Linked DNA regions of Mus musculus: all the other regions are linked to region 7. The links are chromatin contacts, called in public Hi-C and HiChIP or PLAC-seq maps. All regions are on one chromosome and are shown on one strand. Each heading gives the region's core, a stretch centred on a gene start, on an enhancer-like site or on the middle of the called end of the contact. The rest is flanking DNA. Distances are from core to core; before and after follow the strand shown.

Region 1 (2,700 bases), core at 146-2,645, 890 kb before region 7:
TGAGTCCTATAAGAAAGCAGGCTGAGCAAGCAATGAGGAGCAAGGCAGTAAGCAGCACCCCTCCATGTTCTCTGCTTCAACTCCTGCCTCCAGGTTCTGCCCAGTTTGAGCTCTTGTCCTGACAGCCTTCAGTGATGAATAATGATGTGGAAATGTAAGCCAAATAAACCCCTCCCTCCCCAAGTTACTTTTGGTCATGGTGTTTCATCACAGCAATAGTAACCCTAATAAAGAAAGTAAGAGGGCTGGAAAGATGGCTCAGGACTCCAAAGGTCCTGAGTTCAATTCTCAGAAACCACATGGTGGCTCACAACCATCTGTAATGGGATCTGATGCCCTCTTCTGGTGTGTCTGAAGACAGCGACAGTGTACTCATATACATAAAATAAATAAATAAAACTTAAAAAATAGAAAAGAAAAGGAAGTAAGGGTGAATGGTACAGCAGTTATGTGGATGTCAGAGAGTCACTTACAGGTGTCTATTTTCTTCTTCTACCATGTGGCCCAGTGTTCAAACTCAGGTTATCAGGCTTGGCAGCAAGTGCCTTCACCTACTGAGCCATCTCCCTGACCCCAACAAATGCCTTTGAAATTGAATGGCTTTTGGGGAGCAGTAGAACACGAACCTTATTTAAAGAGAATGGATTTGGTTCTTCTTGTTTCTAATGCTGACTGAATTACTTACGTTTCTCCTCTTAAAAAAAAAATCACTTCAGATCTTTGTGTATGAAACCCATGAATGGTTCTGTAGGCCAAGAGATAAGCTCAGGAGAGACACAGGGGCTGACTGGGGTCTCAGGTGGTAGACAGTTGTCTACCTGGGATGTCATCTCTGAAGATGCAGGTAGAACATGGGTGTCATCTTGCATGACAGGATTCGCATAGCTTTCAAGTTAGCACCTGTCTGTCATTGGCGGAAAACCTTGGTTCCCTCCCACCTAAGCCTCCTCCAGGCTCTTGGGGTGTGCCCATGTCACGACAGCCAGCTGCTCCTTTGAACATCCCACCCAAGGAGAGAAGCTGAAAGAAGTGATGTCCTTTACGACCTGGTATTAGCTTACCCACCCTCAGTTACTCCGCTCTATTTGCCAGAAGCCTGTCACTGAGCCTGGTGCACAGCTAGGGGGAGAGGGATCAGGCTCCACATTTTTGAAGAAGTGATAAAGAAACATCACAGGGGTATGGGTTTGGGTCAGTGGTACAGCCTTGTCCTGCCATACAGAAGGCTCTGGGTCCATCCTTAGCATTGAAAACAAAGCACAAAGGCTAGCATTTGGGGAAGCACTTTCTGTATGCATGGTACACAGCTGCTTTTCTGTTGCCATGATAAAACACCATGACTAGAAGCAGTGTAAGGAAGAGGGTTTCTTTTGGCTTCCGGTTCCATGGGCAGAGCCATGGCAACAAGCAGTGGGCACGGGGGCAGAGACAGGAAGTTGGTGGCTCACACCTGGAGTCACAAGCTGGAAGCAGAGAGTAAAAACTGGAAGTAGGCAGGACACACCTCTTAAATCTCCCCACAGAGTGCCACCAACTGGAGACCACATGTTCAAAGGCCCAAAACGAGGAGCACTTCTCATTCAAGCCATCATACAGTGTAAGGTGAGTGATCTCACTGCTTCTCACAACACCTGGGAAATGGGTTCTAGTCTCCACCCCCACCCCTGTAGGTTGTCCTCTTCTTCAGGATCTTATGTCGCTCAGCCTAGGCTCATTATGTACCCAGGAATGTCCTTGAACGTCTAGTCTCTCTTCGTCTACCTCCTTCATGGATTTGTAGCTGTGCACCACCATACCTGTTTATCTGTTTCCGTGTAGTGTTGGGGATCAAACCCAGAGTGTCATCCATGTCAGGCAAACTCTACCAACCGAGCAACCTCCCCAGCTGACTGGTTGTTTTCCTACGTGTCTCTCACGTATGTTCTGATTTATGTTTGGGAAAAATGTGGATCAATTGAGGCTTCCCTAGCCTCTAGCTTTGTCTGGGGGCAAGCTTCCCTGGAACTCTACTTTGCGCCTGAGCAGACAGAAGGGCTTAGAACCATTAACTTCTGAGGGGACAGGAAGAAAGTGACCTTTAATTCCTCTTTAATAACATGTGTCAGTGGGTAATGTTTTCAGGGTGTCAGTGTATCTGCGGCTTGGGGCAGCAGGTTGCTATCATTTTTGAGCAATAAACAAAAGACTGCTTTTAATTACTTCTGTGAAATTGCCTGACCCATGCATGATTAAATATTCATTATGTAGAACAAGGAGTTTTCTTTGTATATAGATCCATATTAAATTTAGCTGGCAACCCGCTGACCGAACAGCACAAATAAATTTCTGGTAATGGGCTATGGTTTGTCCTGACTGTTCATCTCTTCTCTCTCTCTCTCTCTCTCTCTCTCTCTCTCTCTCTCTCTCTCTCTCCATCCTTGTTGTTGTTTTGACTTAGCTGTCTCTAGGTCTTTTAAAAATGTCTTTGTCAGTGGGAAGAGAGGCCCCTAGGTCTTGCAAACTTTATATGCCCCAGTACAGGGGAACGCCAGGGCCAAGAAGTGGGAGTGGGTGGGTAGGGGAGCAGGGAGGGGGAAGGGTATAGGGAACTTTTGGGATAGCATTTGAAATGTAAATAAAAAAATATCTAATAAAAAAAGTCTTTGTAAAATTAGATTTATTTACTGTATGTGTGTGTGCCCATGCACGTGTGTGCGCGTG
Region 2 (2,704 bases), core at 176-2,675, 990 kb before region 7:
TCCAGTAACTCTCCTTAGTACAGCACTCTACCAACTGAACTACACCCTTAGTCAAAAATGTCTAGTTTAAAACTTCTTTATAAAGTGAAATAGTTCAACCTAATTTGGAAAGAGGATTGAGATAAAGGTTCTTGTTATGTAGTCCATCATAGATACATGTAGATACATTTTTTTAAGCTTTGGCTAACAATATCCTATAACAAATATCAATAGAGAACTCATAGTCATAATTAATATAATTACCCACAACAGACCAAATTGGAGCTCTCTTGTTTCATTGACTCCTTCTAATCATTGTGTATCTTATCTAAATGAAATCCACATGTTCACTTTTCTTAGCCTTCTCACTGGTCGAAATGAACATAGTTTAAGGTCAAATTGCCTACATATTTTAGGAAGTTATCCTGGAATCATTTAGAGAATGAAGTACACACCTCTGAACTGCTCCCCCCCCCCAAAAAAAAAGCCTTCAGGGGCTGAAGAGATGGCTTAGTGCATAAACGCATTGGCTACTTATACAGAGGACCCAGGTTTGGTTCCTAGCCCATGTTAACTTCCAGCTGTCTGTAACACCAGTTCCAAGGGATGCAACGCCCTCTTCTGGCCTCCACAGGCACTGCATACACATGATGTACAGACATTACACGCAAAATAACCCACACATGAAATAAAAAATCTGGAAGAAAAAAAAAAGCTACCAACTCCAGCAAGCAACTCAAACCATGTGCACCCTGCCTGGCTTGGGATTTTTGTCAAATTCTGGCCTTTGATAGCTTCCTTCTACTTCCTTAACCAGTTCTTACAAATTTGGTGGCTTATGTAACAGCCTCACACACTTCAGACCCCAGGTTCCATACCTAGCACTGAAGAAACAAAAGGAAGGGCAATAGACCAGCAATCATTATCTTCCAGCCCTGTACAGTGCAAGTGTGCTGTGGGTGGATGGGCCAGAATCCCAGTTAAGACGCAGAGAGAAGAGCTCCTTGCTCTTCCCACTCCTTGGCTCCATCTTGAAATCCAGCAACTTTGCATCACTCTGACCTTTCTGCCTGCAAACCTCAACCTAGATACACCCTGGTTTTTGTCTTTTCCCTGTGCCAGCCTTTCACGTCCTTTTGTGTTTATGTTCCATAACATTCTTGTTTGTTTATTTGTTTGTTTTGTCTTGAGACAGGGTTTCTCTGTGTAGCCCTGGCTATCCTAGAACTAGCTCTGTAGACTCAGGGATCCACCTGCCTCTGCCTCCCAAGTGCTAGGACTAAAGGCGTGCGCCACTAATGCTAAGCTTAGTGTTTTCACTGCACCTGGTTCAAACAGCTTCAAAGGAGGAAGGAGTAGGCTCAGAGATTTCAGTATGTCACAGCAGGGAGGGTGTGGCCCAGCAGCTAACAGCACAGCAATCAGGAAGCAGAGAAAAGGGACACAGGAAGGGACCAAGACAAGGTAGAGTTCCCATGGTAACCTCCACTGATCAACTTCCTCTAACCAGGCCCCACCGCCTGCCTTTCCACACCTCTCATAAAGCTTAGAGCACACTTCCATCAGGACATCCATCCACTGTCTGTCTAGGTTAGAACCCTCAGTATCCAGTCATTTCCCAAAGGCCCATCAGTGGCAGACAGCCACGCCCCCAGTGCATGATCCCATGGGGGTATTTTAGACTCAAACCTTAACACCCTACCCTGTCTCCATCTTGTTGTCCTTACTTAAAGGCAACATCCCCTTCTGAGAGAAACTGGACTCTGGGCACAGAGGTGGCAGCTGGGTTGCAAGGACAGAGGTGTCAGTGTCTGCCAGGAAGCCTGTTAGAAACGCCGCCTCTCCTCCAGGCCTGCTGGGGCAGCCTTATAGTTCCAGCTCTCTAGAGGCAGTAGCAGGAGGTTCAGGAGTTCGAGGCCAGTTTCACCTACATAATGAGTTCAAGTTCAGCCTGGGCTACATAAAAGTGTCCCAGATAATCATACATAAATAATTGCAGACTCTTATACAAGCCACCAAGTGCAGTGAGACCCTTGGGTGACCTGCCAAAGAGCCGGTTTAGGGATGACGCTGACAAACCAGGGAGGAAGCGCTGAGGATTAGATCCTACTGGCTATCTCCTCTCAGCTCGGGTACCGGAAGGCCAAGATCAGGTGAGGGCAGGGCTGTTCCTCTGGGGCCTCCTTCTTGTAGCCTCTTCACTGGGGTCCACACCTGGGAACTCTGTCAATCCAGACTTCCTCTTCTGAAAGTCACCAGCCACACTGGATAACAACCCACTCTAAATGGCTTAATTTTAAGTGTCATCCTCTCGGGGAGACCCTGTTGCCAGGGCTGAGGTTGTAGCTCAGCTAGAACCCTTGCCTAGAATGAATGAAGCCATAGGTTTGCTCTCCATCAGAGAATGGTGGTACACTCCTGTCATCTCAGTACTTAGGCAGGAGGATCAGAAGTCCGAGGTCATCCTTGTCTACATGGGGAATTCGAGGCCAGCTTCAAATACAGGGTGTTGGGGTAGTAGTATTTTAATGTGTAAAGTTGAAGGGAGACATAATTCTGTTTCTCAGAGTAGGACTGGAGTGTCCTGTACCCTAAGGGATGACAGTTGTACCTCTCAACAGTCCCTGCTTAGCAGTGTGGGAGGGGTGCATCATGGCAGAAAGTGGAGGCCTGAGGCCTGACTCCCGAGACTGATGGGAACATGGAGAGATGCCGCCACCACCTC
Region 3 (2,700 bases), core at 111-2,610, 840 kb before region 7:
TACTTTGGCACATGCTTGGTGGACACACAAAGCCCACGAGGAGTGCGATGGCTGATGGCATGTGTTGATTTGCATATGCTACGGTGACTGGTGGTTTAGTCAGACACCAGCCAAGGTATCACAAAATATTTTATGTCCGAGACTAACATTTAAATCAATCAAGCCCACTGCCTGTTTCTGTCTAGGTGATTAGAAATCCAGTGGATTCCAGGCCGATGTTGTGAAGTTGAACTAGAGACTGTGATCTAGAGCCGAGGAGCCCCTCTCTTTGGCTTCTCTGGGGGCATATTGGTTGATGAAGAGTTGTCTTGAGCTGCACTTTATTCCAGGGACATCCTACCCATGGCCCAGGCATTGCTAGACCAGGCCTATGGTTATTTTGAGTGGCAGCAGGCAGAATGACATCATCTACAGAGTTCGTGATTGAGAATCATGCACTCAAGTTACAAAAATTGCAACAGAAACCACTTCATAGTATTTTAAGTAAGTTTAAAGTTTTGTCTTGGGCCAAATTCCCATATATTCTGGCCTGTACTTGCTGTCAGGTGGGTTAGACACTCCCGGCTATGTCATCTCGTCCCAAAAGCTTTAGGCACTGGTCAGCTCTGCAGACAGTGGACAGGGGACAGTTCACAACAGTTTCCCCTTCTCCCTTTCGACCTCCTTCTTTCTCTTTATATGTATATTCATGAGCGCGCGCGCACGCACACACACACACACACACACACACACAGACAGAGAGAGAGAGAGAGAGAGAGAGAGAGAGAGAGAGAGAGGAGAGAGAGGCATGTGTCTTTGTATGTGGCTCTCCATACCTAGCCATACATCTCTAGCTATTTTACTTCTGTGTTCTTTGACTCTTGGGGATCCTAAGTAGGGCAGAATTAGGGAGGCTATTGTCCTTGTGAGTAGTGATGACCTTGAACTACAAGTTGGGGACACTGGAAGCAGCCTCTGCAGAGAGACAGTCCATGATGGAGAGGAGCCTGTCTTACTAGCAGCTCTTTTCTGATCAGGGTCTCCCTAGGCATCCCAGATTGGCTGGAACTTGGGATCCTCCTGCCTCAGCCTCTCTGGGTGTGGGATTACAGATGTGCACTACCATGCTGGCTCACTAGCAAGCCATTCCTCTAGGTGGTCTGTCAACAAGACACACCCTGCTGATCTACCCCTGGCAGCGGTATCATGCTTTTTTGGATCCCCTTGGAAAATGGATGGAGGGGCTGTTATAAACTGGGACAACCCAATGGGGGCAGGTGCCATTCCCCAGTCTCCCCTGCCAGCCTTGGTGCCATCCTCCAGCTATGGTGCAGGAGTGTCAAACAGTAGAGGGCACCAGAGGCCTGTCTCTGCTGTGACAGCCTGTTTTGGTGGCATCAGGCATGTGTGGGCGAAGGTGGTGCGGCTGCTGTAGGAGGTGGTACTCTGTCGTAAACAGGGAGAGCTCCGGATTGCTGCTGTGCCTTTTTAACTGTAGTTTCATATGGCTGTATGAGGCCAACTACATCCAGTGGGCTACAGAGAGCACCTGGGACCAGGACCTGGGGGTGTGACGCGCCTTGGCTTCTCAGGAGTGGGTCTTACATGATTAGGTGCTTTTTCTCTCGGTCAGCTCTGCATTTCACTGCTGTGCGTCAAACCTGGGAGGGCAAGCTAGGAGCCAGGACAAAGCACAGTGGGGCGCAGTGTACCAACAGCCAGGCTGCATGGCCCAAAGTGATGAGGCTGTCCCCAGACTTCTTCTCTCCAGTACCTTGAGTTTCACCATCACACTTCTGCCCACTGGCTGCCCTACTCCCACCTCTCTACTCTGCACAATGTTCTGGTTTCAGGAAGAAGGGAAGGATGGAGGTTGGGGAGGGCGGCGACTGACAGTAACAGTTTTCACGGACAGATGCGCCTGGGGGTGGGGTGATGCAGGGGTGGTGCCATGTGGGATGGAGAGCTTCATCCTTGCTCTGCTTTGAACTGGTGTTCCGTTCCAGCAGCTGCATGTATGCTCTGCTGAGCCTTTCCTTTCCAGAGCTTCGGTTTCCGTCTCTGTAAAAAGGGGCTCAGGTGATCTGGGGTTCTCATCTGGTCCTTGTACCTTGAGGTCCATGTGTTGAGGATCAGGCTCAGGGAGGCACTTTGGTCTTGGGGAAGGGATGGGAAGGAAACAGACTCTGAGAGTTGTTAGCTGGCTGTGCTGTTCTGCCAGGAGTTGTTCCAGCCTCTGCTCCTGTTTGATCTCCTTTGGTGTTGGCACGTGGTCATGATTGACACATCTCCAGATCACACAAGACCAAGGTCAGGTGAAATCTGTCACCTCTAGCCCTGCTTGGCTCTCTAGGAAGAGAGGTTGTTAGTGACACCAAATTTCCCACACTCCCTATCTGTCTTCTGTAGGTCACTGTCCTTTACTTCCCGGCTGTGACCCCTCCCACATGGGCAGATGATCTGTCCTCCAGAATGTCAGGCATGATCTGTGGGCAGTCACCTAGGGATGGATTGGGGCGGGACATGGAACTGTTCCTTGGCACTCAGCTGTGGGGTACTTCTTTTTGGAATGACTTTGTTGTCCCTCCTCTAGGATGGCCAACTCCTGAGGCTCCAACCTCTTCATAAGGCTACTCCTGGGTGGGACTGGCTAGAGATGCAAGTCTTCCTCAGTCCTTCAGTCTATTTACCTTGGCTCAAGCTCTGGATGCTTGGGGATGT
Region 4 (2,700 bases), core at 10-2,509, 540 kb before region 7:
TGTAGTCAGTTCCAAGTAGGAAGGAGATGTAGACACCCGCACCTGAAAACAGGGGTGGGAACCAGGGCCCCACCTTAGCAAACTTCATATGTGTGCCTCTCCCAGGCGTTTAATTTGCAGGTCCAATGCAAGGCAGGGAGATCAGCTCTGACTTAGCCACATCAGTTTTGCCTGAATGCTAGCCTATACATGTCACGTTGTATGAAGTCTGCGGCATGCTGAAGGCAATGGTCAAAGACACTGAGCCTTGCAGTGCAAGAAACCATCATCCTTCTCAGTGGAAATGTCCTGAAGTGTTTGACGCTCAGCACATCACTTCTCCGTCCCTTCTCTAAGCATTGTGTTGTTTCCATGTGCCACTGTCTCTGACCCTCCACCCTCCCTTTCAGCATTCATCATGGCTTTTGCTGTCCCAGCCTCCCCCACTAAACTGTAAGCGCACCTGAACCTCCATATCCAGGGGTGCTCTGTCCTCAGGTTGAACCAAAGGTCAAAAAGTACTCAGAAAAGTAGTTGCTCCATACTGAATACAGATAGACTATTTTGAAGGGCAATTTTTAAATTGTATTTATGTACAGGAGGCTTAGCAGTGTGCATTTAACTCAGTTTAGTGGTAAGGTCTTTGACCTGTGCCTTTTCCAGCTTGGCAACCTGAGCCACAGATTTTTGAACTAGGACATTTCCTCCCTGGTAGCAGGGGATCTCTTCATATCTGTCCCTGGAATCAGTCCTGATAGCGTCCACCAGCTTAAGCCTTTGTCTTCCAGGTTATTGTGCATGAAGGCTATAGTCATGCATATCTTTCCGTGGGGAGGCATCCAGCCCTGCCTTTCTCTTGATGATACGGTAGGGGGACCCCATCTTATAACACAGGGCAGGTGGGAGAACCACCAGCTTGATGGTGTCTTCATCACATGCGATCACTACCAGATGAGCCTTCTTGTTCTCCAGCAAAGTAGTGGCCACACTGATCCCTGCTGGAAGGACAGGTCTTCCGATGGTGGAGATGTCCCCTTTGCCAGTAGCTTTCCTCTCGGCACTGGTAATTTTGTTCTCCTACCTTGGCTTTGGCCTGCACTTGTGGGTGAGCTTAGGCAGCTGAGTACTTGCTGGTCCAGGCCTGAGTGAACCGGTTGATCACAGAGGGTACTTTGAGCCACTTACAGAGGAAGGCCTTTGCCACAGAAGCCTGGTGTAGCGGGTCCTTTGATGACAACACAGGCGAGGTCTCTTTACGGTAGATGGCCTATCCAATGTGGGAGTGCTTAGGCGTTTTGTCAGAGAACTCACCACCTTTTTAGCCTCCTGCTTCTTCACGGCAGTGGTCAAGATGACTTGGTGTGACATAATTTCCCCCGGGGCCTGCTTTCCTTTCAACATCCTGCACAGCTGCCAGGACAACTTTAAAACAAAAAAGAAAAATCACTATTCTCTAAACACTAACACTATTAACACAGCTCTTACATCACATGAGTGCTGAAAGGAACCTGCACAAGAGTGCGTACATGATGATCTACAAATGCTAAGCCATTTTATACGAAGGACTGGCGGATCTGCAGATCTGGGTTCCCGGAATCCATCTTCTGAGAATACCAAGGAAGAGCTAGCTGTTCTTCTAGATAGAGGTAACATTCTCCATTGTCAGTGGATCCTTCAGCCAAGGGTCAGCTGACAATTGGCTGAGCACAGCCAGGCCTCGGGTGAAGGGCAGCACAGGACACTGAGAGAGGAATGAAGGGGAAGAAGCCAGGGAGATGGCTCAGAGATGGCTCAGTGTGGAGCCTGACTTTTGTGCAAGCATACGGACCTGAATTTAAATGGTCAGCACACATATAAAAGAGCTAGGTAAGATGGTTTGTGTCCATAACCCCAGTCCTGGTGCAGGAGAGGGGCCAGGAGAAGACAGGTGGATCCTACAGGCTAGCTGGCCAGCCAGCCTAGCTGAAGCAGTGGGTTCTAAGTTTAGTGGGAGACTTCTCAAAAAGTAATGAGGCCAGTGATGAAAAAAATGCTTGATACGGACCTCAGGCCTCCACACCTAGTGCATGGGTAAGCAGGAGGACATATGCATGCATACAGCCCCCACCCCCTCTGGGAAGGGGCACAAAGACTTCATCTGTGCTCTGAGACTTGACAACTTTTAAGGAAGGCATTCCCATGGAATCCTCTGAGCCCAGTTGGTGGACAGCATCTTCTGTAGTCAGGTCGCAACCTTGACCTTTTCAGAGGAGAAAAAGTCCCAGCCCAAAGAGGAGACCTGACTTGCTCAGGCTCCACAGGAAGTCGGCAGAGCAGTACAGACCTGTGTCTCTCTGGTCAGCACTCTCTCTGCCAGGCTAACTGGCCATGTAGGGACATTGTGAGACCCTCTGTTCCCCGAGTGATTTCTCTTGCTATAAAATAGAGGTGTACGGGCAGGGGGATATTTCTGACAGCCACAAGTTTCACTTTGTGTTGCATATTGACCACTAATTGTTTCCTAACTAGTGTGGGACCAGTAGATCAATATGCCCCACAGATAGTTAATATCCCCTCTGGCATCTTCCGCTTTAGTTAGAAGTAGTCAAAGCCATGGCACTCTGCAAATCTGAGGGGATGTTTTTCATCTTCTGCAGAATTTGGAGAACTAGAACTTGGCATAGACTGTGACTGGGGGTCTGGGACACGCCAAGGCATCAGACATACCAGAGCAGGGCCAGC
Region 5 (2,700 bases), core at 201-2,700, 630 kb before region 7:
ACCACTCCTGTGGTACTGATGTGGAAACTGAAGCGTAGAGAACCTCGGACTGAGCTGGGTTACCTGGCCAGCATGTCTTCAGACCCCTTGCTTCTACTCTCTGCTGCCTCTGAGTTTAAACACCCCTCCCTGCTCCAGGCTGCTCAGCCCCAAACTGTCACTTCCACCTTCTCCTCCCCTCTTAACTTTCCCAAAGTGAATATCATTATTAATATTATTTGCCTAATTAACACATTGGCTGAATGACAGAAAACATGCAAACAGGTTTTGCCAGAGAAACTCTGTCTGATTAAAACTGCAGCCCGTCTAATTAGATGGAGATTTCTTCATTACCTTCCCCATTTTTAGATGAGCCAGCTCCCTCCCCTGCTCCTCCTGTCCCCACTTCCCTGTAAGGTGGCTCAGCTGATGAAAGTGTTTGCTGCACAAGGATGAGGACGGGAGTTCGAATCCCCAGCAGCCATGTAAGTGCTCAGTGTGCACAGCAGCACCCCTGCAATCCCAGCAGGAGGGAGGCAGAGGCAGCCTATCCCTGGAGCAAGCTAACTAGCTGCGTCCACCGCAGGCGTTTGCATCATGTGCACATACATGCTAACATGCATACCTACTCCCACATGCCCCTTGCCTGGAGCACACACACACACACAAAGAACAATGGTTAGGAGCCCTTACTGAAAACCTGTGCTGGTGAGAGCTTTCCCACATGGAAGTCTTCCAGAGGGAGTATTGTTGCCATTTTGCAGATGAGAACACTGAGGCTTCCAGGGAATGGGCCTGGAGTAGACTTTTCAGACCCAGCCCATTCCAGCTGCCACAGCAGTTTCCCCTCAGCCTTTCCTCATTCCTCTGCCATCCATCTTTCTACAGTTGTTAGGAAGCACAAAGTGAAGTTCCATGACCAAGCCCAGGGTGGGGCCAGGGCTGTCCAGAGATGTCCTAAGCTGAGGTCAGCCAGAGTTGTGTGAGTGGCATCTACAAGAGCCTCAAGAATGTGGGAGCCCAAATTGGGAGGGTGCCGGGGCACACTGTGGTGAATGAGGTCAGACACAGTTAGGGGTGGGGCTGCCAGGTAACCTGAGACAAGTAGGCTAGAGTGGGGTTACTGGAAGGAGATGCTCTGGTGCTCTTGCCTCTGAAGACGGTCCCATGATTGTGTGAGGTACTTTACATGTGTGTGTCTCTTCCCTAGAGCCAGATGTAAGATCTCCACGCTTTGCAGATGAGGAAACAGGCTCAGAGAGGTTGAGAAACAGGGGCAAGGTCACACAGCTTAGAACAGCCTGCTAGTTTCCTGTGGGAACAGGAATGGCTTGTTTCTGGTGACTCTCAAAGCGCTCAGGGCCCAGTGGGCGGTAGCTGAGAAGCTGGGGGCCTGCCTGTCTCTGCAGTGGTTTGAGGCCTGTGGGCCAATTTTACCAGGAAGCCTAAACCCCCTAGGGAGCATGATCAGAGGCCGGCAGACAAGCCTCATTAGCCGGATCCAGAGCGCGGTGCGTCACCATGGCAGCCAGCCTGGTGCAGGCCAGGTGGTTTTTATTACCAAACTTGGAAAACTTTATGGTGGCGCCAACAATGGATCTTTATTCTGCTGTTAATAGCGTGTCTCTTATTAGCATGCATCTCTCTCCCTCCTTAATAACCTTTACATTTCCAAACTGCATTTATAATTAAGTCATTAATCCCTTACTGGAATTTCTTGGGGTTTTTTTGTGGTTTTTTTTTTTTTGTTGTTGTTGTTGTTGTTTTTTCCCATGAGCAGCAAACCAGAAGTCCCCTCTGCCTGTTGAGAAAGGAGGCCGAGCGCTCCGGAAGTGCTCTGAGAATGTCATCCCAAGTTACGGGATCCTAGCCATGGGCTGATAAGCTCAGGTTTGAGGAGGACCCGTTACTGAGGGGCTCAGAGTCAGGGCAGGGGTCTTCTCTTACCCTCAGTGGCTTCCCTACCAAGAGGTAATCTGGAACCTGAGAGCTGTTGACTCAGGAGAACAGTTATTGCCAGGGTAGTGAGGGTGGGGGGTCTCAAAGGGTCAGCAATGCGCTCGCTCAGTGAGTTGTAGCTGGGTGGGTTTACAGGTGCTGAGGTCCCGGCTGTCTCAGAGACACAAGAAGTACATTTATCAACCCCTGGGTCTCTAGAGTGGATTGAACTATGTCCTATCGGATTCATATGTCAGCGACTCCTTAGACCTCAGGACTTCTATCTGGGCTCAGCTTTTATAGCGGTGAAGTAAAAAGAGGGCGTTGAGGTAAACCTTAATCCAGTAAGACTGTGTCCTTAGAAGAGGAGGAATTTAGGACACAGTATTTACAGTGGGGGTTGAGGGGACAGTGGGAAGGCACAGGAAGGAGATAGCCATCTCTAAGCCCAGGAAAGAAGGCCTCAGAAGACATCAGCCTGCCCTCTCTTGACCGTGGATGGCGGCCTCCAGACCTGGAGGAAACTGATTTCCTCTGTCACTGACAGCCTGTGGTCCTCCATTTTAGCAGGCCTGGTGAGCTCAAATAGCCTTCTTTCTTTCCCAGTACATTCTGGGTCCTCCATGGATCTGTTCCTGGGATCTTTGAGCATCCAGAGGAGGAAAGCTTGACTTCCCAGCTCTGCCCCAGCCCTAGCTTAGGGAAACATCTCCACAGACACTAGGGTAGGGGTAGGGGGTTGCTCTATCTGGTCCCCACCAGCTCCTGACTGCCAGAGTTGGT
Region 6 (2,700 bases), core at 63-2,562, 870 kb before region 7:
CCACTGGTCTTCAGACCATATCAGAAGACCCAATAAGCTGGGTTCTGACATCAGCAATAGGTGGCTTCAGGGAGGATGTCGAGGTAGATGTGCTCATCAACAGGAAGCAAGGCAGGCAAATGAGCATCATTGCTCTCCCCTCAACATCAGCCTCATATCTGGGCGCCACCCACTCTAGGAGTGTCTTTTCTCTCCTCTGTCAATCCTTCTCAGAAATGCTCTCATAGACTTATCTGCTCAAAGACCTTAGTTGATTTCCTGATCCTACCAAGCTAGCTATTGCAGAGGGTGTAAGACCAGAAGTGACCACTAGAGGACACTGTGTCTAAGAGGTTTGCTGGGCGGTTCCCACCCAAAGTGGGCAGGAGCTGGAGTTAGAAACCAGGCTTGCTCAGGCATACAACATTTTTTTTTTATTTCAGTGAGTTTGAGCTGTTTGTGTGCTGCTATGTGCAACTTGAAGTGTCATAGTTGACATAAGAGCAAGTGTCCTTCATATTCCTGCTTGAAACTCAAGAGGGCTTGATCTGTGAAGGAGGTGGTAGCAATTTCAACCAGAGGGCTTTGTAGATCTGCTATTAGATGGCTGAATGCTGGTGGGTTTTCCTGGGGAGATGGTCTATTGCAGAAGATCTGGAGAGGAAAGGGATGGGTATCAGTCTGTGCCATACAGATCTGGATCTGGAGAGAGACAGAGACAGAGACAGACAGAGAGAGGGAGAACGAGAGAGAGACACAGGGAGAGAGGCACAGAGGCAGACAGAGACAGGAGAGACACAGAAACAAACAGAGAGACAGGAGACACACACACACACACACAGAACAAGAGAGAGAGAACGAGAGACAGACAGAGAGAGAGAGAGAGAGAGAGAGAGAGAGAGAGATCTGGATACAAAATAAAACCAAGCACCAGCCACCAGCACCTACAAACCAGTCACCTTGAAGGAAGCTTCCCTCAAAAGCTGTAGTGTGGTAGGTGGTATCACCCCAAGTGACCCAGGTGGAAGAGAGGGCTGCTTCCTGTCACTTCCGGTGTAGAGGGTTGAGTTAATTTCCTGCCCGAGGCTCCACTGCGGCTGGTTTCTACAAGTCCCTGTGTTTATTAATTCATTTACGCAGTTAACCCCCCCTCTTTCCATTCCCCCCTCACGTCTCCAGCAGCCATTCCAATAAGCTTTCTTACTAACCTGTTCACACACAAAATGATCCTACCTCGAGTCTTAAATGGCTTATCAATCACAGTCCTAGGTCTGAGTGTTTCCTTCCCCTGTGGCTTTAAGATCCATCAGGTCGCCGCGTGCACGTTTGACCCCTCCCTTCCCTTTGCCTAGCACACACACTTCAGATCGGGCGTCCCCTGCGTCCTCTTCTGTGCTCTGAGCCTCTGAGCTCTGCTGCCCAACTCCCTCTCGCAGGTCAGCTGGAGATTGGAAGCGTTCCTGTGGCTTCAGCTTGGAGGCATCACCAAGGTGGCCCACGGGTCGCCCCTGTGGAAGGGGCTGGCCTATGAGGACAGCAAGACAAGGCTGCCTGTCAGTTGATGACAACCCACAGAATTGGACCTTATGGGGCATGAATTTGAAGCTATAAATTCTGAGTGACTTTCTTAGGTGGCCATGGGTCACTACACAGTCCACAGAGAGGGGTTGTCAGGTTGTACAGTTCCTGTGTCATTGGTGTTTGGAGAATTAATCTGTGCTTGCACGTGTGCAAATACACACACACATGGATGTATGTGTTCATAGGAGAGCCTCAGTTGACATTAGGTGATGTTCACCTTTTTAAAAAAAATGTATTTATTTTTATTTTACCTTCATGAGTGTTTTGCGTGCATATATGTATGTATGCTGTGTGTGTGCCTGCCACCCATGGAGGACAGAAAGGGGTGCTGGATTCTTTGAAACTGGAGTTACAGATGGTTGTGAGTTGCCTGATTTGGGCACTGGGAACCAAACTCTTGTTTTCTGTATGAGCAACAGATGCTGTTAACCACTGAGCCACCTCACAAACCTTGCATGCCGTTTTTTGAGACAGAGTCTGTCACTGCATGCATGGCTCTGCCTGCAGTTGTCTCCCCTGCCCCTTCCGCAGATCTGGGCTTCTGAGGAAGCTCCTGTGCTGTGCAGGACAAGGTGGGTAGCTTCATAACCCACAATGATCCCTGTTTAGTGAGGGCTGCAAAACAGAGCTGAGCCTCCTCCCTGGCACCATTTCGCAGGGGCCTCCTGTTTCTCCGAGGCCCCACATTTCTAGATATTTTTGAACAGTACAAGATCCTGGTCCATGATGGTCCCAGAGCTTTAGCGGAGTGACAGCACTCTTAAACCCAGAAGATGCGTTAGTGGCCTAGCCTCCCCAGGCAGGGACATCCAAAGACTGGGGTGTGCTCAGTCTCGCTGGCTGCAGCTGCAGGCAGGAGTGTGTAAGGCCTGTGGTCAGACCTGAGTGGGGCTGAGAGGGGCCAGGCAGAGACCCCAGGGTTGCTCTTGGTCTGTACCTACCCCTTCCTCAGGCGTAGGAAGTGTGGCCAAGACCTCGTTCCAGAATGATCTGGGCAAATCAGCAGGGAAACCTGAGAGTTCAAGACCAGTTAGTTCAAGAGGGAAATAACCCACCAGCACTCATAAGTGGCTGCCGCTGACGTGAGGTCACTAAGTCATTAAATCGCATCTCTTGCCTTTTGCCTTCTGTGGCTTCTGG
Region 7 (2,700 bases), core at 173-2,672:
AGGCGGAGGGCACAATGAAAAACTGTGTTCCCTCATAAGAGAGAGGATTCAGCTGCTCCCCCAAGCCATTTGTATGCATGTGGCCTCTGGATCTTAGGGAAGGAGCTAGAATATATACAGTTTGAGAAAGATTAGAGGTAGAGCTATGTAGCCAAGAGGAAGCCATCGTCCATGCTAGGCGAAGACTTCAGAGTGGCTACTTTGGGGGTCACCCACACTCCCAGCAATAACCCCTTACTCATGGGTTCATGGGGTGGAGGAGCTTTGGTGGGTCAAACTTTGGTTGTCATTGGGACTTTAGAAGAAAGGAAATGGACATAGCTTAACCAGCATTCCTGCCTCCCGATGCCCCAGAGAAAAGTCTCATTAAAGCAGCATTCACTAGAAGGGTCTCTTTAATTGTGCAAACCCCAAGATTTGAATCTGAAAAATCCTTTCTGGTATATTTGGCTTTAGGATAAAAACCTGGAAATATGAACCTTCTAGGAAAGTAGGCCTATGAGTTTGCTTCTCCAGGTACCCAGCCTGCAGCAGAGGGAGAACAGAGGTCCTTCCCCTCTTCTCAGTCTCAGAGGCCCTCTACAGTCTTCTCAACTGAAGACTCCTCTCGGCTCCCTCAGCAGGCTAAAGCTTGCCCTCTAGCCCCAGGCCAGCCAAGCCACTTAGCACAGTTTCAGGCCACTGGCTTTTATTTTCCCCATCTTTTGCCTGAAGAAGCCTAAGGTTTGAAGTTTGCCCAAGCCACCCTGTCAGCAAGGAGAGCAAAGCCATTCAAATGCAGGCCTTCGTCGGTGGAAATTGACTCACACCTGAGGGGCCAAGGCAGAGGGCCTTTCCTTCTAATCTCTTCCAGAGTCACCACTGTGCAATTGCTTTTACTGCACATTAGGCTGAGATTTCCCCCCTGTGGTCTACGCAAATATCCTTTATCTGTGCAGGGTGACTCTAGTGGTCCCAGGCAGGAATGATAGGGCCTCAAGGCCCAGGGTCCTTTTCCATCCACAGCTCATCTGTCTCCATCATTATAAAGCCCAGGTACCTCTGTTCAAATAGTGCTGTGCTAATAGCATCAGGACTACACATAAATGGTGCCTGATGAGACCTCAGAGACCGCAAAAAGACACAGTGTGCATAGAGAAGACGAACACTAGTGGTACTATGAAGTGTACAGGGCCCAGAAGAGAGAGAGAGAGAGAGAGAGAGAGAGAGAAAGAGAAAGAAAGAAAGAAAGAAAGAAAGAAAGAAAGAAAGCCTAAAAAGGAAACAGCTGGGGAGAGCACTGGCTTGGAGGACTTCCTGGTGGAGGCAAACTTGAGGTTCTGCAGAAGGTTTGCTATAGACAAGAGTGAAAGCGGAACTGACTGAGCTCAGCCACAAGCAGGAAGGAGCAGGCTTGAAGCTGCCTCTGCCGTCAGAGAGAGGAAGAGAAAGTGTGGCGGCCTGGGGCCACAGGCCTCCTCACTGGGTGTCTCCTTTCTACACATCCTGCTCAGTACCACTAGCCACAGAAAGACAGTGTTCCCGGCACCCTAGGCTGACTGCCTGGTGCTCCGGTTCCCATGAACAGCCTCTAGTGGTTACAGGACTATAAGGGTGCCCAACACCCCACCTGCCGGGTTAAGATCTCACACAAATACATGTGCAAATTCAAGAACACACATACTTGAGCCAAGCAGACTCACATTCTTCCTAGAGTAAAATGGAACTAGGAGGCACACGGTGGCTGGCACGGGCTGTGATGGAGCTGATGCCCCATTGCCATCTGGAAGGGGTGGGTGCCTGAGGCAACGTGGGTCCTGCCCTCATCAAGGAAAATCTCCTTTTCTTTCTGAGGTCCTCGATAAAGGTGCTTATTTTGCATGAGTCCCCTGACAGAGACTTCAGTTGCTGACGTAAAAGTTGTCCGAATTAAAGTGGAGTCCTTTGGGAATCTAATAGAGCAGACAAGACTTGGGGTCAGCTGGTTGTCACTCCCATATGCTGTTATAAAAAATATTTCAAGAGCTCTGGAAAACAGAGCCTTGGACCAAAGGCTACCAGATCTTACCACACGGACAGCACGGACCTGCCAGACCCTGCATGTGGCCCATCCCTGTAAACAAGGACCTTAGAACAGCCATGCTCCCTTCACCTCTAGATGAGCTCGGGCATGCCGGGGATGGGGTAGCCACAGACCCATTTCACCTTTAGAACCGTGGTTTGCAGTCCTGGAGCTGTGGCCCTGTGTGATCCAGCTGCTTGGGAGGCCGAGGCATGAGGATCCCACGTTTAAGCCTCACCTGGGCAGTTTAGTGAGACCTTGCCTCACACGTCAACATTGCATCGATAAAAGGGCTTGTTCACATCGCTCGTCGGTAGGGTGCTTGACTGGCTCGCATGTGCAAGGTCCTGAGTTTAATACCTGGTACTACGAAATAAAATAAATTAAAAGTTGGGGCTGGAAAGATGGCTCTGCAGTTAAGAGTGCTTCTTGCTTTTGCAGAGGACTTAGATTCTGTTCCTCGGCACCCACATTAGGTAGATCAGAACCCAAGGGCAGGGGATCCAGTATCCACTTCTGGCATCTGTATGCACATGGTGCACATAAAGACAAGCAGGCACATGTGTACACATAAATAACAATTTTTAAAAATTAAATCCGCATTAGTATTGTTTTTGCTTCCCCAGATATGCCTATACTCCATCATATAACCCGGATTT

What was found. HiChIP or PLAC-seq counts read pairs in DNA pulled down with a chosen protein or histone mark. Hi-C and Micro-C count contacts between places; a contact is called where the count stands out from the background.
Region 1: a contact with region 7 is called in an H3K27ac HiChIP or PLAC-seq map of T-cell acute lymphoblastic leukemia, with 15 times the contacts expected there. The contact joins two enhancer-like sites. A contact is called at or near these places in 4 of 15 datasets of contacts at CTCF or cohesin (embryonic stem cells, pro-B cells and stem cell-derived epiblast-like cells), 14 of 484 Hi-C or Micro-C datasets (CD4 T cells, the G1E-ER4 cell line, bone marrow-derived macrophages and 10 more) and 9 of 115 datasets of contacts at active chromatin or transcription factors (CD8 T cells, T-cell acute lymphoblastic leukemia, Th17 cells and 6 more).
Region 2: a CTCF HiChIP or PLAC-seq map of large pre-B cells shows a contact between it and region 7, with 4 times the contacts expected there. The contact joins two enhancer-like sites. A contact is called at or near these places in 1 of 15 datasets of contacts at CTCF or cohesin (large pre-B cells) and 1 of 484 Hi-C or Micro-C datasets (CD4 T cells).
Region 3: a contact with region 7 is called in a Hi-C map of bone marrow-derived macrophages, with 20 read pairs. The contact joins two enhancer-like sites. A contact is called at or near these places in 2 of 15 datasets of contacts at CTCF or cohesin (CD8 T cells and large pre-B cells), 13 of 484 Hi-C or Micro-C datasets (B cells, CD4 T cells, CD8 T cells and 8 more) and 7 of 115 datasets of contacts at active chromatin or transcription factors (CD8 T cells, T-cell acute lymphoblastic leukemia, Th17 cells and 4 more).
Region 4: a RAD21 HiChIP or PLAC-seq map of pro-B cells shows a contact between it and region 7, with 4 times the contacts expected there. The contact joins two enhancer-like sites. A contact is called at or near these places in 1 of 15 datasets of contacts at CTCF or cohesin (pro-B cells) and 1 of 115 datasets of contacts at active chromatin or transcription factors (embryonic basal ganglia).
Region 5: a CTCF HiChIP or PLAC-seq map of large pre-B cells shows a contact between it and region 7, with 7 times the contacts expected there. The contact joins two enhancer-like sites. A contact is called at or near these places in 2 of 15 datasets of contacts at CTCF or cohesin (large pre-B cells and pro-B cells), 3 of 115 datasets of contacts at active chromatin or transcription factors (acute myeloid leukemia, embryonic stem cells and memory CD8 T cells) and 1 of 9 other capture datasets (embryonic tail).
Region 6: a contact with region 7 is called in an H3K27ac HiChIP or PLAC-seq map of large pre-B cells, with 14 times the contacts expected there. The contact joins two enhancer-like sites. A contact is called at or near these places in 4 of 15 datasets of contacts at CTCF or cohesin (CD8 T cells, large pre-B cells, pro-B cells and 1 more), 2 of 484 Hi-C or Micro-C datasets (bone marrow-derived macrophages and hematopoietic stem and progenitor cells) and 12 of 115 datasets of contacts at active chromatin or transcription factors (CD8 T cells, T-cell acute lymphoblastic leukemia, acute myeloid leukemia and 8 more).

Annotation. Positions count from the first base shown.
Region 1 is chr9:61,881,101-61,883,800 of GRCm38.p6, reverse strand. Gm34974 (a long non-coding RNA gene) reads left to right here. Exons shown (of 6, transcript XR_001779199.2): 2 at 1,524-1,602. Among named protein-coding and RNA genes, the nearest start is that of Gm34974, 16 kb to the left of the region's middle. Within about 2 kb of position 1,395, at least 14 of the 459 cell types and tissues checked have an H3K27ac peak or open chromatin away from gene starts, as enhancers often do. A contact at or near this core is called in CD8 T cells and T-cell acute lymphoblastic leukemia, where this site is marked.
Region 2 is chr9:61,982,147-61,984,850 of GRCm38.p6, reverse strand. All of the region lies in intron 2 of Paqr5 (progestin and adipoQ receptor family member V), which reads left to right. The region is part of intron 1 of Gm35152 (a long non-coding RNA gene); the gene reads right to left. Among named protein-coding and RNA genes, the nearest start is that of Gm35152, 6.8 kb to the right of the region's middle. Within about 2 kb of position 1,425, at least 75 of the 459 cell types and tissues checked have an H3K27ac peak or open chromatin away from gene starts, as enhancers often do.
Region 3 is chr9:61,829,106-61,831,805 of GRCm38.p6, reverse strand. No RefSeq gene overlaps it. Among named protein-coding and RNA genes, the nearest start is that of Gm34828, 8.0 kb to the right of the region's middle. Within about 2 kb of position 1,360, at least 19 of the 459 cell types and tissues checked have an H3K27ac peak or open chromatin away from gene starts, as enhancers often do. A contact at or near this core is called in CD8 T cells, Th1 cells, Th17 cells and 3 more, where this site is marked.
Region 4 is chr9:61,532,095-61,534,794 of GRCm38.p6, reverse strand. It overlaps Gm34424 (a long non-coding RNA gene), which reads right to left. Exons shown (of 5, transcript XR_379518.1): 5 at 548-1,401. Among named protein-coding and RNA genes, the nearest start is that of Gm34424, 24 kb to the right of the region's middle. Within about 2 kb of position 1,259, at least 2 of the 459 cell types and tissues checked have an H3K27ac peak or open chromatin away from gene starts, as enhancers often do. A contact at or near this core is called in pro-B cells, where this site is marked.
Region 5 is chr9:61,617,416-61,620,115 of GRCm38.p6, reverse strand. No RefSeq gene overlaps it. Among named protein-coding and RNA genes, the nearest start is that of Gm39350, 23 kb to the right of the region's middle. Within about 2 kb of position 1,450, at least 79 of the 459 cell types and tissues checked have an H3K27ac peak or open chromatin away from gene starts, as enhancers often do. A contact at or near this core is called in memory CD8 T cells and pro-B cells, where this site is marked.
Region 6 is chr9:61,858,008-61,860,707 of GRCm38.p6, reverse strand. It overlaps Gm34974 (a long non-coding RNA gene), which reads left to right. Exons shown (of 6, transcript XR_001779199.2): 6 at 1-531. Among named protein-coding and RNA genes, the nearest start is that of Gm34828, 37 kb to the right of the region's middle. Within about 2 kb of position 1,312, at least 46 of the 459 cell types and tissues checked have an H3K27ac peak or open chromatin away from gene starts, as enhancers often do. A contact at or near this core is called in CD8 T cells, T-cell acute lymphoblastic leukemia, double positive thymocytes and 4 more, where this site is marked.
Region 7 is chr9:60,990,408-60,993,107 of GRCm38.p6, reverse strand. The region is part of intron 2 of Gm51680 (a long non-coding RNA gene); the gene reads left to right. Among named protein-coding and RNA genes, the nearest start is that of Gm5122, 25 kb to the left of the region's middle. Within about 2 kb of position 1,422, at least 142 of the 459 cell types and tissues checked have an H3K27ac peak or open chromatin away from gene starts, as enhancers often do. A contact at or near this core is called in CD8 T cells, T-cell acute lymphoblastic leukemia, Th1 cells and 8 more, where this site is marked.